2 separate regions of the Ovis aries genome follow, and region 1 is linked to region 2. A link is a contact called in public Hi-C data. All regions are on one chromosome and are shown on one strand. The core of a region is the stretch at or near the end of the contact, and the rest is flanking DNA. Distances in the headings are between cores, read along the strand shown.

The links. Hi-C and Micro-C count contacts between places; a contact is called where the count stands out from the background.
Region 1: a Hi-C map of hypothalamus shows a contact between it and region 2, with 2.0 times the contacts expected there. The contact joins the promoter of SPAG1 here to the enhancer-like site in region 2. A contact is called at or near these places in 3 of 16 Hi-C or Micro-C datasets (hypothalamus, liver and tail adipose tissue).

What each region holds. Positions count from the first base shown.
Region 1 is chr9:77,142,252-77,147,871 of ARS-UI_Ramb_v3.0, reverse strand. SPAG1 (sperm associated antigen 1) reads left to right here and starts at 2,708. Exons shown (of 18, transcript XM_060393896.1): 1 at 2,708-2,773.
Region 2 is chr9:77,085,181-77,091,123 of ARS-UI_Ramb_v3.0, reverse strand. It overlaps SPAG1 (sperm associated antigen 1), which reads left to right. Exons shown (of 18, transcript XM_060393896.1): 11 at 2,095-2,487; 12 at 2,801-2,900. Among named protein-coding and RNA genes, the nearest start is that of SPAG1, 57 kb to the left of the region's middle. Within about 2 kb of position 2,018, at least 24 of the 54 cell types and tissues checked have an H3K27ac peak or open chromatin away from gene starts, as enhancers often do. A contact at or near this core is called in hypothalamus, liver and tail adipose tissue, where this site is marked.

The DNA.
Region 1 (5,620 bases), core at 1,459-3,958, 56 kb before region 2:
CTGGACAGTTATAGAAAAGGTAAAATAGATATAAAATAGCTTTTAAAAAATTCTTTTGAATACTGGTCTATAAATATAAAAATCAGTAAATCTGAGCTTGAAGCTAACACATAACTTGTTCCCTACTTAAACTGTTTATCAGACACACAGGTTCATCAAAATTTACTGGCCAGTTTATTTAACTTCAGCTTAATTGTTGAAGTCAAGAAATTAATACATCTATACCTACATATACCTGCAGAGTCCCTTGTTAGATGGCAGTGACTTCACCAGGATTCACTTTCCTTATTTGTAAGGTGGGCATCAAAAAATACACTACAGCACCTACCCCAAACATTTGCTGCAAGATAAAAACTCTTAAAGTAATAAATGTTAGCTATTCACACCGTTACAGTTTCTGCACAGATGATTGTATTCAGTTCAGTTCAGTATAGTCCCTCAGTTGTATCTGACTCTTTGCAGCCCCGTGGACTGCAGCACGCCAGGCCTCCCTGTCCATCACCAACTCCTAGAGTTAACTGAAACTCATGTCCATTGAGTCGGTGATGACCTCCAACCATCTCATCCTCTATCATCCCCTTCTGCTCTAAATCTTTCCCAGCATCAGGGTCTTTTCAGATGAGTCAGCTCTTCACATCAGGTGGCCAAAGTGTTGGAGTTTCAGCTTCAACATCAGTCCTTCCAATGAACACCCAGGACTGATTTCTCTTAGGATGGACTGGTTGGATATCCTCACAGTCCAAGGGACTCTCAAGAGTCTTCTCCAACACCACAGTTCAAAAGCATCAGTTTTTCTGCGCTCAGCTTTCTTTATAGCCCCACTCTCATGTCCATACATGACTACTGGAAAAAGGTAGCCTTGACTAGACTTTGTTCACAAAGTAATGTCTCTGCTTTTTAATATGCTGTCTAGGTTGGTCATAACTTCCTTCCAAGGAGTAAGCGTCTTTTAATTTCATGGCTGCAGTCACTATCTGCAGTGATTTTGGAGCCCCCAAAAAAGTCAGCCACCATTTCCACTGTTTCCCCATCTATTTGCCATGAAGTGATGGGACCAGATGCCATGATCTTAGTTTTCTGAATGTTGAGCTTTAAGCCAACTTTTTCACTCTCCTCTTTTCACTTTCATCAAGAGGCTCTTTAGTTCCTCTTCACTTTCTGCCATAAGGGTAGTGTCATCTGCATATCTGAGGTTATTGATATTTCTCTCGGCAATCTTGATTCCAGCTTGTGCTTCCAGTTCAGTGTTTCTAATGATGTACTCTGCATATAAGTTAAATAAGCAGGATGACGATATACAGCCTTGATGTACTCCTTTTCCTTGAGTGCGTCAAGGCTGTATATCATCACCCACTCTGCTTATTTAACATATGCAGAATTCATCATTAGAAACCCTGGGCTGGAGGAAGCACAAGCTGGAATCAAGATTGCCAGGAGAAATATCAATAACCTCAGATATGCAGATGACACCACCCTTATGGCAGAAAGTGAAGAACTAAAGAGCCTCTTGATGAAAGTGAAAGAGTGAAAAAGTTGGCTTAAAGTTCAGCATTCAGGAAATGAAGATCATGGCATCTGCTCCCATCACTTCATGGCAAATAGATGGGGAAACTGGAAATGGTGGCTGACTTTATTTTTTGGGCTCCAAAATCACTGCAGAAGGTGACTGCAGCCATGAAAGTAAAAGACACTTAGTCCTCGGAAGGAAAGTTGTGACCAGCCTAGACACCATATTAGAAAGCAGAGACATTACTTTGCCAACAAAGGTCCATCTAGTCAAGGCTATGGTTTTTCCAGTAGTCAGGTATGGATGTGAGAGTTGGAGTATAAAGAAAATGAGCCCAGAAGAATTGATACTTTTGAGCTGTGGTGTTGGAGAAGACTCTTGAGAGTCCCTTGGACTAGGAGGAAATCCAACCAGTGCATCCTAAGGGAAATCAGTCCTGGGTGTTCATTGAAAGGACTGATGTTAAAGCTGAAACTCTAGTATTTCGGCCACCTGATGCGAAAAGCTAACTCATTTGAAAAAACCCTGATGTTGGGAAAGATTGAAGGCAGTTTGAGAAGGGGATGACAGAGGATGAGATGGTTGGATGGCATCACCGACTCAATGGACAATGGGAGTTGGTGATTGACAGGGAGGCTTGGAGTGCTGCAGTTCATGGGGTCGCAAAGAGTCGGACACAACTGAGCGACTGAACTGAACTGATCCTCAGTATTCTCTCTCTAGATCTTTTAAATCTAGTTTAGACTCATTGACCTAACTTTTTCATCTTTTCTCTCTTTTTTTTTTAATCTGTGAAAGATTTCACATTTACTTTCTAATCCATCTATATATTCTTGGATGGAATGTCTTTATGAAGATGATAGTGATGTTTTTAATTTGCCAACATAGTCTATTTACTTGCGAGTTGGTGTTTATCTTGTTTATTCAGCTTGATTGTTTCTGTACACAATTATGACCAGAAAAAACCATAAAGTGTGCGTGAAAAGAAATTTTCTGAGTACGTGTAATTGCAACTCCTGTTTAATTATCCTGTGTCTGAGTGAAGCTGGGTCTGCAAGGCCAATCAGTGGATGGCAAACCGGAGACTAGCCAGTCGTCACGCAGAGGCTCTCAACCCCGCCCGCGGCGGTCCGCCTCAAGCTCTGGGTCTGTGGAGGGGCGGTGTGGGCAGGGGCGGGGCGGAGCGGCGCGCCCCTCCCCGGGTGCCTGAGCGAGGCTGATACGGTGTGTGGCTGGGTCCTCTGCACGGCTTGGAGTCTGAACCAGGTGAGTATGTGCGCCCAGGAGTAAACTACATCTCCCCATCGCAATCCCTCCCTCCGGGGGGCGGGGTGAAAGATAGACTCTGAAGTAGGGAGGAAGCTCGGGATGAACAGCCTTCTCAGTCGGGGAAGAAATTGGGGCCTTTTGTTTCTCGGGGCTGAAGTTGGCGGGTGTTGGGGCAAGGTCTCCGGTGGCGGCCACTAGTGCTATTCCCCGGCCACAAAGCCGGGGAATAGAGAGAAATTATTCATAAGAGTCCTGAAGTGGCCCCTGACCGCTGCGGGTTGGCTGTAGAAGCTCCGGGATCGCGGGCAGGCCCTGAGCCCGCTGTCCTCTCTGGTCGCGCTGTACATAGAAACCGTTGCTACGGGCTGGAGGATGCCGTTTCCTTTCGGTCTCCGGCTGCAGGTGGCGCCCAGCCTTGTGGATGCTGGGGAGAACGTGCGAAGGTGGAAGTCAAAACAGTGTTTCCTGTTACTAGCGTATTGCAGTTTGCGCTGGAGGTATTAGTGACAAACTGATGAGTAAATGTGGGAAATGGATGTGAGTTAGGATGGTGGAGAAGTTAACCCCAACTAGGACCACAACTTTCCTAATCAGATACAAGTTGCAAGCAGATGTGGAAGAGTTCTAACAGGAGCAAGTAAAGTATAACTTGTTTTTTGGAGTTTGAGAGTTAACATTTATTGATCTTGAGAATGTGTCTCCTCCCCACCGCAGTCCTCCACATGGTAGTTTTCAAAAAAGATTCTCAGAAACGTTAAAACGGGGTTTATGTTGAAATTCTCTTAATTAGGTAAGCGGTGTCTTTATCATTTCTAACGTTTTTCACTATGTGTTATTCAAATCATAAAACCTCAGGGGTTTCAAGATTCCTTTAATTGAAGGTAATCTATTTTAATCCTGTTAGGTGCTTAAATCCTCCCATCAAATATCCTCCAGCTCTTGGGAAAAAAATGTCCTACAGACAATTCATTCTATTCTGGGCAGCATCAATAATTTTAAAGTTCTTCACTTGGTTTCTTGTAACTTCCACCATTAAGGCTACCCTTGTGATGGGAGACCATCCTACTGGGCCCTGCTAGTTATGGTGTGAAAGCCATATTCTCACTTCCTCGCTGGACCTCATTCAAAAGCTGACAAACTGTCATCTATATTCTGTACCCAAGTCAAAGCCAGCAGGAATATGGAGATGCTGACAGTGCATCCTTTTTCTGCAGGGGTCTGATGTATGATCAGATTCAGAGGGCAGGCATGCTGAAGGGAATATTCCTTATGGATTAGACTTATTGCTACTTGTTTTAAAATTTATCACCCAGTGTGTTTTAGTGCAGTGTTTAAAAAAAAAAAAAACTTTGACAATATAACTCATTATGTATACATTTTACTTTGCAACATTTATATACACATTTGTGTGTGCATTTATATATGCCTGTATTTATCATTTCTTTATATAGGCATGAAATAAAAGTTTCTGTGAAACAGTATTTAATGGTTAGTGTCAGGTAGTCTGATTTTATTCCTGATTGCAGCTGACTAAGTTGATTTCATGAGTTGCCACCTGTGATTTGAAAAGCACAATTAAGTATGACAGTTAAGTATGTGGGCTCTGTAGTGGCCTGAGGTTCAACTCTTCAGTTCACTACTTAATAGTTATATGACCATATGCAATTTATATACTTGAAACATCACCTTCTTCATCTGTAAAAAGGAAGTAATATCTTTCATGAAAGTGGTCTTGAGGACTGACATAATTCATGACATAGAAATTTAGCTTCATAAATGTTAACTGTTATTACTGCTCTCTGTTTAAAACATACTTGATACAGTAGTTGAAGGATTAAACAAAATAATAATATATGCAAAGTTCATTAAGAATTAATGTGTTTGTTGCTGTTATTGACACTATCATTAGCAGCATATCAGTAGAGTGAAGCTATCCAAGGCCATCATATTCCCAATTCAGTTGAATTTAGCAGGTATTTCTTAAGGGATATGAGACACTACTTACTATGTTAGTTCTGAAGCTCTGAGATGAGTTAGGTAAAATCTCTCACAATCTAGAAGAGAAGACAAAGAAATAGAATTTGGATATCTGCTATATGGTACGAGAGAGGTATGTGCAGAGTTCCTTTAGAACATATTAGGCCTGGCAGCTGTTCATTGATGGGAGTGGGCAACTGAGAATGTAAGGAGGCAGGGAATGTGGAAGAAGACGATGCAGAATTACAGAAAGGAGATTATTTATGTTTGTACGGAATCAAAAAAACAATTAGGATGTGAACAGCTAAAGTAGGAGATACCAAAATCAATGTTCAAAGATACCTTAAGAAAGCAGCTTGAGCACTAAAGAGGATCAGAATACGCACACTACACCCAAGTTGGCCACTTTGGCATAAGGATTATTTTGAGCAGAAGGCAAATAAGAGCAGACGCAGAAAAAACTTTCTGCCTTCTCCTTTTCTGCCTAACAGCAGGACATAAATTTCCCTTTATGAAGGTGTTCCCTCCTCTCCTCTCATCCCAAGGTGAGGAGTACAATCCTTATCACAGCAGATGGACAGTCAGCACTGAGGTGAGTCTGCAGAAACAACCCTCATTAAAATAACTCATCTTCCATTAGTTTTTCCATATATTTACTTTCTAGAAGCCAAAACCCTTTTTCCTTTGTCTAATCATTTCTACACAATTTATCACACTTTGTTAAAATGATACATAGGTTCCCAGAGGTAGCGGTTTCTTTGAGTTTTCACTTTTCTGTGAAGCCTCCAGGAGTATATAAAATAAACCTTTTCTCCTGTTGATATCTTTTGTCGGTATGAATTATTGGCCTCAGGTACTGAACCCAAA
Region 2 (5,943 bases), core at 769-3,268:
ATTCCTTAGTCTTCTCCTTGTGTCTCTCTCTCTTCATTTGTAATGTGGGGATAATACTTGGTATGAAGGTTAATGATAATGTATGTAAAGGTCCTGACTCATATTAAGTTTTAAATAAATAGCAGCTGTTTAGTAACAGTATTGGTCAGACATGAGTGGATGACACCCAAGGGAACAGAAAACAATTCTAGCTGCTCATCATTTCTTCTGACACTGATTTATGCTTCCGTCCATTTTTATTCTGGGTGGAACCTGAGCAGCAAGTACCAGATGAAGAGTACTAGAGCCTTGCTGTAATAATTCTATTGGGTTCAATCTAGGGATTTATCAGTATTACAAGATCATCTTTTGTTTTAATAATTAAGCCTCTTTTGGTTAGTGATCCAAAATTGAATGTCATTCTGCTGTATGGAAAAGTGAAAGTGAAGTTGCTCAGTTGTGTCCGACTCTTTGCGACCCCATGGACTGTAGCCTACTAGGCTCCGCCATCCATGGGATTTCCCAGGCAAGAATACTGAAGTGGGCTGCTATTTCTTTCTCCAGGAAATCTTCCCAAACCAGGGATCGAACCCGGGTCTCCTGCACTGCAGACAGACGCTTTACTGTCTGAGCCAGGAAAACTCTATTTAGTTTGCTTTTATACACTCATTTTGCCTTTTTATACTGTTCATGGGGTTCTCAAGGCAAGAATATTGAAGTGGTTTGCCATTCCCTTCTCCAGTGGGCCACATTCTGTCAGACCTCTCCACCATGACTCGACCATCCTGGGTGGCCCCACACGGCATGGCTTAGTTTCATTGAGTTAGACAGGCTGTGGTCCGTGTGATCAGATCGGCTAGTTTTCTGTGATTATGGTTTCAGTGTGTCTGCCCTCTGATGCCCTCTCACAAGGCGAAATGATAGAGGAACTCTATCCTGAAAGAGGAACTCCCCAGGTCAGTAGGTGCCCAATATGCTATGAGATGGCTGGATGGCATCACTGACTCGTTAGACATGAGTTTAAGTAGACTTTGGGAGTTGCTGATGGACAGGGAGGCCTGGCGTGCTGCGATTCATGGGGTTGCAAAGAGTTGGACACAACTGAGCGACTGAACTGAACTGATAAGCTCATTGCTTGCCTTAAGGTGACCATCATCTATTCACTGATTTTCATTTATGTACTTGTTGCTTTCTATTTCATCTGTGCTTCAGATTCTGGCTTTAACATTCATGAAACAGAATGGGAAATACATTCATTAAAAATTAGATGAGAATTTGTTACAAGAGAAAGTTGGGAAGTCTCTGCAGTTAGTGCTTTGAAATGATGAATTGCTTTGTTTTAAATATTTAGACACCCATCAATGAAATACTTATTTTCATAGTTAAAAATCAGTTCAATAATCAATTATTAAAGCTCTGATAAATACTTGAAATCTTTCAATCAAGATCAGAGGAATTTTTACCTTGGAGTAAGGTACTGTAATGGAAATTTTACTGACTTTTTAAGGTTCACTTTAAAAACTAGGTGGCTGTTTTATGTGAGTTCCTTGCTAAAACCATTTTTAAATGCCTTAAAAATCACTTGGACTTGATAATTTGAAAAAGTTGATAATTTTTTGATTATTTGAAAAAGATAATTTGAAAAAGTTATCTTCTCCCAGTTCTTTAACAGAAGGAAAGGGTACCCTAACTTGGGAGTGCAGTTGTATTCAAGTCTTAGTAACTTCATTCATTCATTTGTAAATTGTTAAGCGGAAGAAAAGTACAAATTATGTAAGGTCTACCTCGACACGTATGCTGTGATGAAGGGAATGATGTTTGAAATGCCGGTTTTCACATCCCAAGCTCTTCGGCGTTCGAAGAGTTAAGTCCGGGCTTTACTTGAGTCCTCAGCCCCGGAAACCCTCTGGTTCCACAGGAGCGCGGCCTCCGGTGCTCAGCCCTCGGGGCGGACCGGCCCCCAGCGGCGCCGGAACTGCCCGGCTCCCGGCGAGGGGCGGGCCGGCTCCTCCCGGCTTCGCCCGCGACCCCGCCCCCGCGCCGGCACTGCCGCGGCCTCGGCGGTAGCTGCTCCCGATGATGCAAACAGTCACTTCCCGCATCCACTCCCCACAGAGGCGGCGGAGCCGGCGGGAGCCGGGAGCGCCGCCGAGCCGCGCGCCATGGGCAACATCCAGAAGAAGCTGACGCGCAGGAGAGAGGGCGGCAAGCGGCCGGAGAGGGGCGCGCCGCGGCGGGGCCGGGCGCCAGGGGCCGGCGCGGACAAGCGGGACCGACCGCGGGCCCGGGCCCCGGCGGGCGGCGCCAACGGGCAGCCGGGCGGCGGGCGGGGCGCCGGGGAGCCCGCGGCCGGCGCGTCCCCGGGACCCGACGCGCCCCCGCCCGTGCCCCCTGCCCCGATGGGCCCCGCCGCCCTGAAGAGCCAGGGCAACGAGCTCTTTCAGAATGGGCAGTTCTCCGAGGCGGCGCTCAAGTACTCGGCGGCAATCGCGCAGCTGGAGCCCGCAGGTGAGTGAGCTGCGCCCGGCGGTCTCCCCGGCCCCTTGCGAATGACAGGCGCCCACTGCGTCCGTTCCCTTCCTGGAAACCGAGGGCAGGGCGGATGCGGCCGAACCTCGGGGCGCGCCGCGTGTGCCCGGGGCGGGGCGCGTGGGCAGCTGCCGGTCACGGGCTTGGCCTCTGGCCGGAGCGGGCCCCGGCAGCTGCTCGCAGCCGCGTTAGCCGCGGGTGTAGGACCGTGGTGCCGCGGGAGACCTCAGTCTTCTGCTGAACTGTGATTCCGCCAATGGATTGTAACTATTTAATTAAATGTGATTTTTAGGAAGTGGAAGTGCAGCCGATCTAAGTATCTTATATTCAAATAGAGCAGCATGTTACCTCAAAGACGGAAACTGCAGTGGCTGTATTCAGGATTGTAACAGGTAAACTGCCCGTTTTTCAGCTTTGTCAACAGATTATCATTTCAGTGGGATGAATGCAGTATTTAATACCCTTCTAACGTTTCTGCGTAAATCTGATTTTTTAAGACATTGAAGGTGCGTTAATTGGTTAACACATAAAGCTCATACATCCTTTTACATATATGAAGACAATTATAGAAGATGTTTGTGCAAACTTTTTTCATTCCTTAGCTACCACCTTAATCATAATCTTTCTACATCGATCCCAGAGTATTGGAGAAGCCTTCTGACCGGTGTCTCTGCCTCCTCCAATCCACTGTGGCATCAGGATGACTTTTCCTGAAGCATTATTTTGTGCAGACTGTTTCAGCCTGTGTTCAGTTGCCCAGTATGCTGTTGCAGATCATTATAATCTCTGCTTCCCTGGTGGCTCAGGCGGTGAAGAATCTGCTCGCAATGCAGGAGACCTGGGTTGGATCCCTGAGTCGGGAAGATCCCCTGGAGAAGGGAATAGCCACCCACTCCAGTATTCTTGCCTGAAGAATTCCAGGGACAGAGAATCCTGGCGGGCTACAGTCCATGGGTTTGTAGAGTCAGACACTACTGAGTGACTAACACTTTGTCACCACACTGCACCCCATGCCCCTTCTCCCCCCAATCCCCCCCCCCAAGCTTTCTGCTCCCCTTTGGTCTGTATGTGTAATGCCCTCTGCACAGCTTTGCTTCAGGAATCTTTCCTCAGCTTCCCCCTCATCTCCACTTTCCTTGTCACCTCAGACTTCGTGGTCTTCTGCGTGGCTGTGACACTTGACTCACTCTCACACCTGTAGGCACTTATGTCACCCTCTGCAGAGGAATTTAAGCTCTCTGAGGTCAGGAATTGTGTGTGCATCCCTCAAGCACAGTAGTCACCCATGGTACTCAACAAGTTACATACTGAGATGGATGAATATATTTACATAAATAAAAAGTATCTTAAAAAATTTTTTTTAACCATTAAATATTAAGCCTTCTTGAGGAGCCCTTTGGAAAGAAGTTACTATTTATTGTTGTTCGGTCACTAAGTCATGTCCGACTCTTTGAGACCCCATGAACTGCAGCACGCCAGGCTTTCCTGTCCTTCACTATCTCCCAGAGTCTGCTCAAACTCATGTCCATTGAGTCAATGATGTCATCCAATCATTTTGTCTTCTGTTGCCCCCTTCTCCTCTTGCCCTCAGTCTTTCCCAGCATCAGGATCTTTTCCAGTGAGTTGGCTCTTTGCACCAGGTGGCTAAAGTATTAGAGCTTCAGCATCAGTCCTTCCAGTGAATATCCAGGGTTGATTTCCTCTAGGATTGACTGGTTTGATGTCTGTGCTGTCCAAGGGCCTCTCAAGAGTCTTCTCTAGCACCACAGTTTGAAAGCATCAATTCTTCAGCACTCAGCCTTCTTTATGATCCAACTGTCACATCCGTACATGACTACTGGAAAAACCATAGCTTTGACTATATGGACCTTTGTGGGCAAAGTGATGTCTCTGCTTTTTAATACATTGTCTAGGTTTGTCACAGTGTTTCTTCCAAGGAGCAAGCATCTTTTAATTTCATGGCAATAGTCACCATCCTCAGTGATTTTGGAGCCCCCCAAAGTGAAATCTGTCACTGTTCCCATTTTTTCTCCATCTGTTTGCCATGAAGTGATGGAGCCAGATGCCAGGATCTTTCTTTTTGAAGTTGAGTTTTAAGCCAGCTTTTTCACTCTCTTCTTCCATCTTCATCAAAAAGCTCTTTAGTTCCTCTTCGCTTTCTGCCATTAATATGTTACTGTTAGTGCATCTAAAAAGTAAGAAGCTGCATGTACTGGTGTAACCGTCACAATCTTCATTTACTCCTGTTGTGTGGTATAATTATTAGTATTACTCCCTTTCACTCTTAGAAGCCCTAGTTTGGACAGTGGCATACATGGACACCTTGATTATAAGTTGAACAATTTTTTTTTTTTCATTGACAATATCAGTTTACATATGTGGGTTAATTATCTGTGCCTGCAGCTTAAAAAGAAAGTCGTGAGCTGCTTGTATTTTTTTGCCAATTTTACATATTCAAATTTAAAATAAATAATATTTATATTTACTTTGGTCTGTCCTGGCATCATCAATGGTTGTGCTAGCTCACAACGTTTTCAGAATTTGGGGAGTTGGTTGAAGTCAAGTTGGTAGTTGAAATCTGATATGATTGGAGTACTACTAATACTATGAATATTGGCAAAGGCCACAATTCTGGGCCTTTTTCTCAGGAGAGCCAGCTGTTAAACGTTTGCCACTGCCCATAACTAACAACAAAACCAAGTAGATTTGCATAGTGTCAGGCACCTTGCGATTTGCAGCTGAGAACCTTTCAGTTCAAGTGTCTGTTGCCTAATACATTACCCTTCAGATGTGTCTCAGGTCTTCCTTCAGTGAGTTCAGTATACTGGTTAAAAAACAGTGGACTTACTTTATCCTTAAGTGAGATGGTGTAAGTGAGATATGGTGTAAGATGTTTTCTTGCTAAAATGTGTTGTGTTTCGGGGGAGACCCAGGAGGAAGTCACAGAGAGACTGTTGAGACTGGAGTGGAGTTTTGTCGTGAAGAAGAGCAGGAGATTGCCTTCCGGGGAGGGAGGAGGCAGAGGGGAAATGGGTGGTGGTTTAGGTGAGGGGTCCTTAGTGAAGGGCTGTGTTCTCCGCCAAGGAATCTGGTTCTGCTGGTCAGTACCGACCTTTCTAGAAACTGACCTACTTAGATGTTTTCTTTGATACCTGACATATGAGTCTCAGCATAAGGTGACTGGGTGATTGGGGTGATTTTACTCAAAAGCAATGATTCTCAAATTCATCTTAATGCCAGGGAAACCATGATTTGCCTTGGGGGACGTGTTGAAGTATGGCTGTATTGAAAACCAGTTTTCTCTTCACCTCGAAAGAAAGCCTGTGTTTTAGTTTTTTAGTTAATTATGTTTGCTCCTTGGAGAGTTGTTTGCACAGACTTTTATTACAAGTGGTAGCAGGTTTCAAACAGTGAAAAAGAAAAATTCCCTGGGAG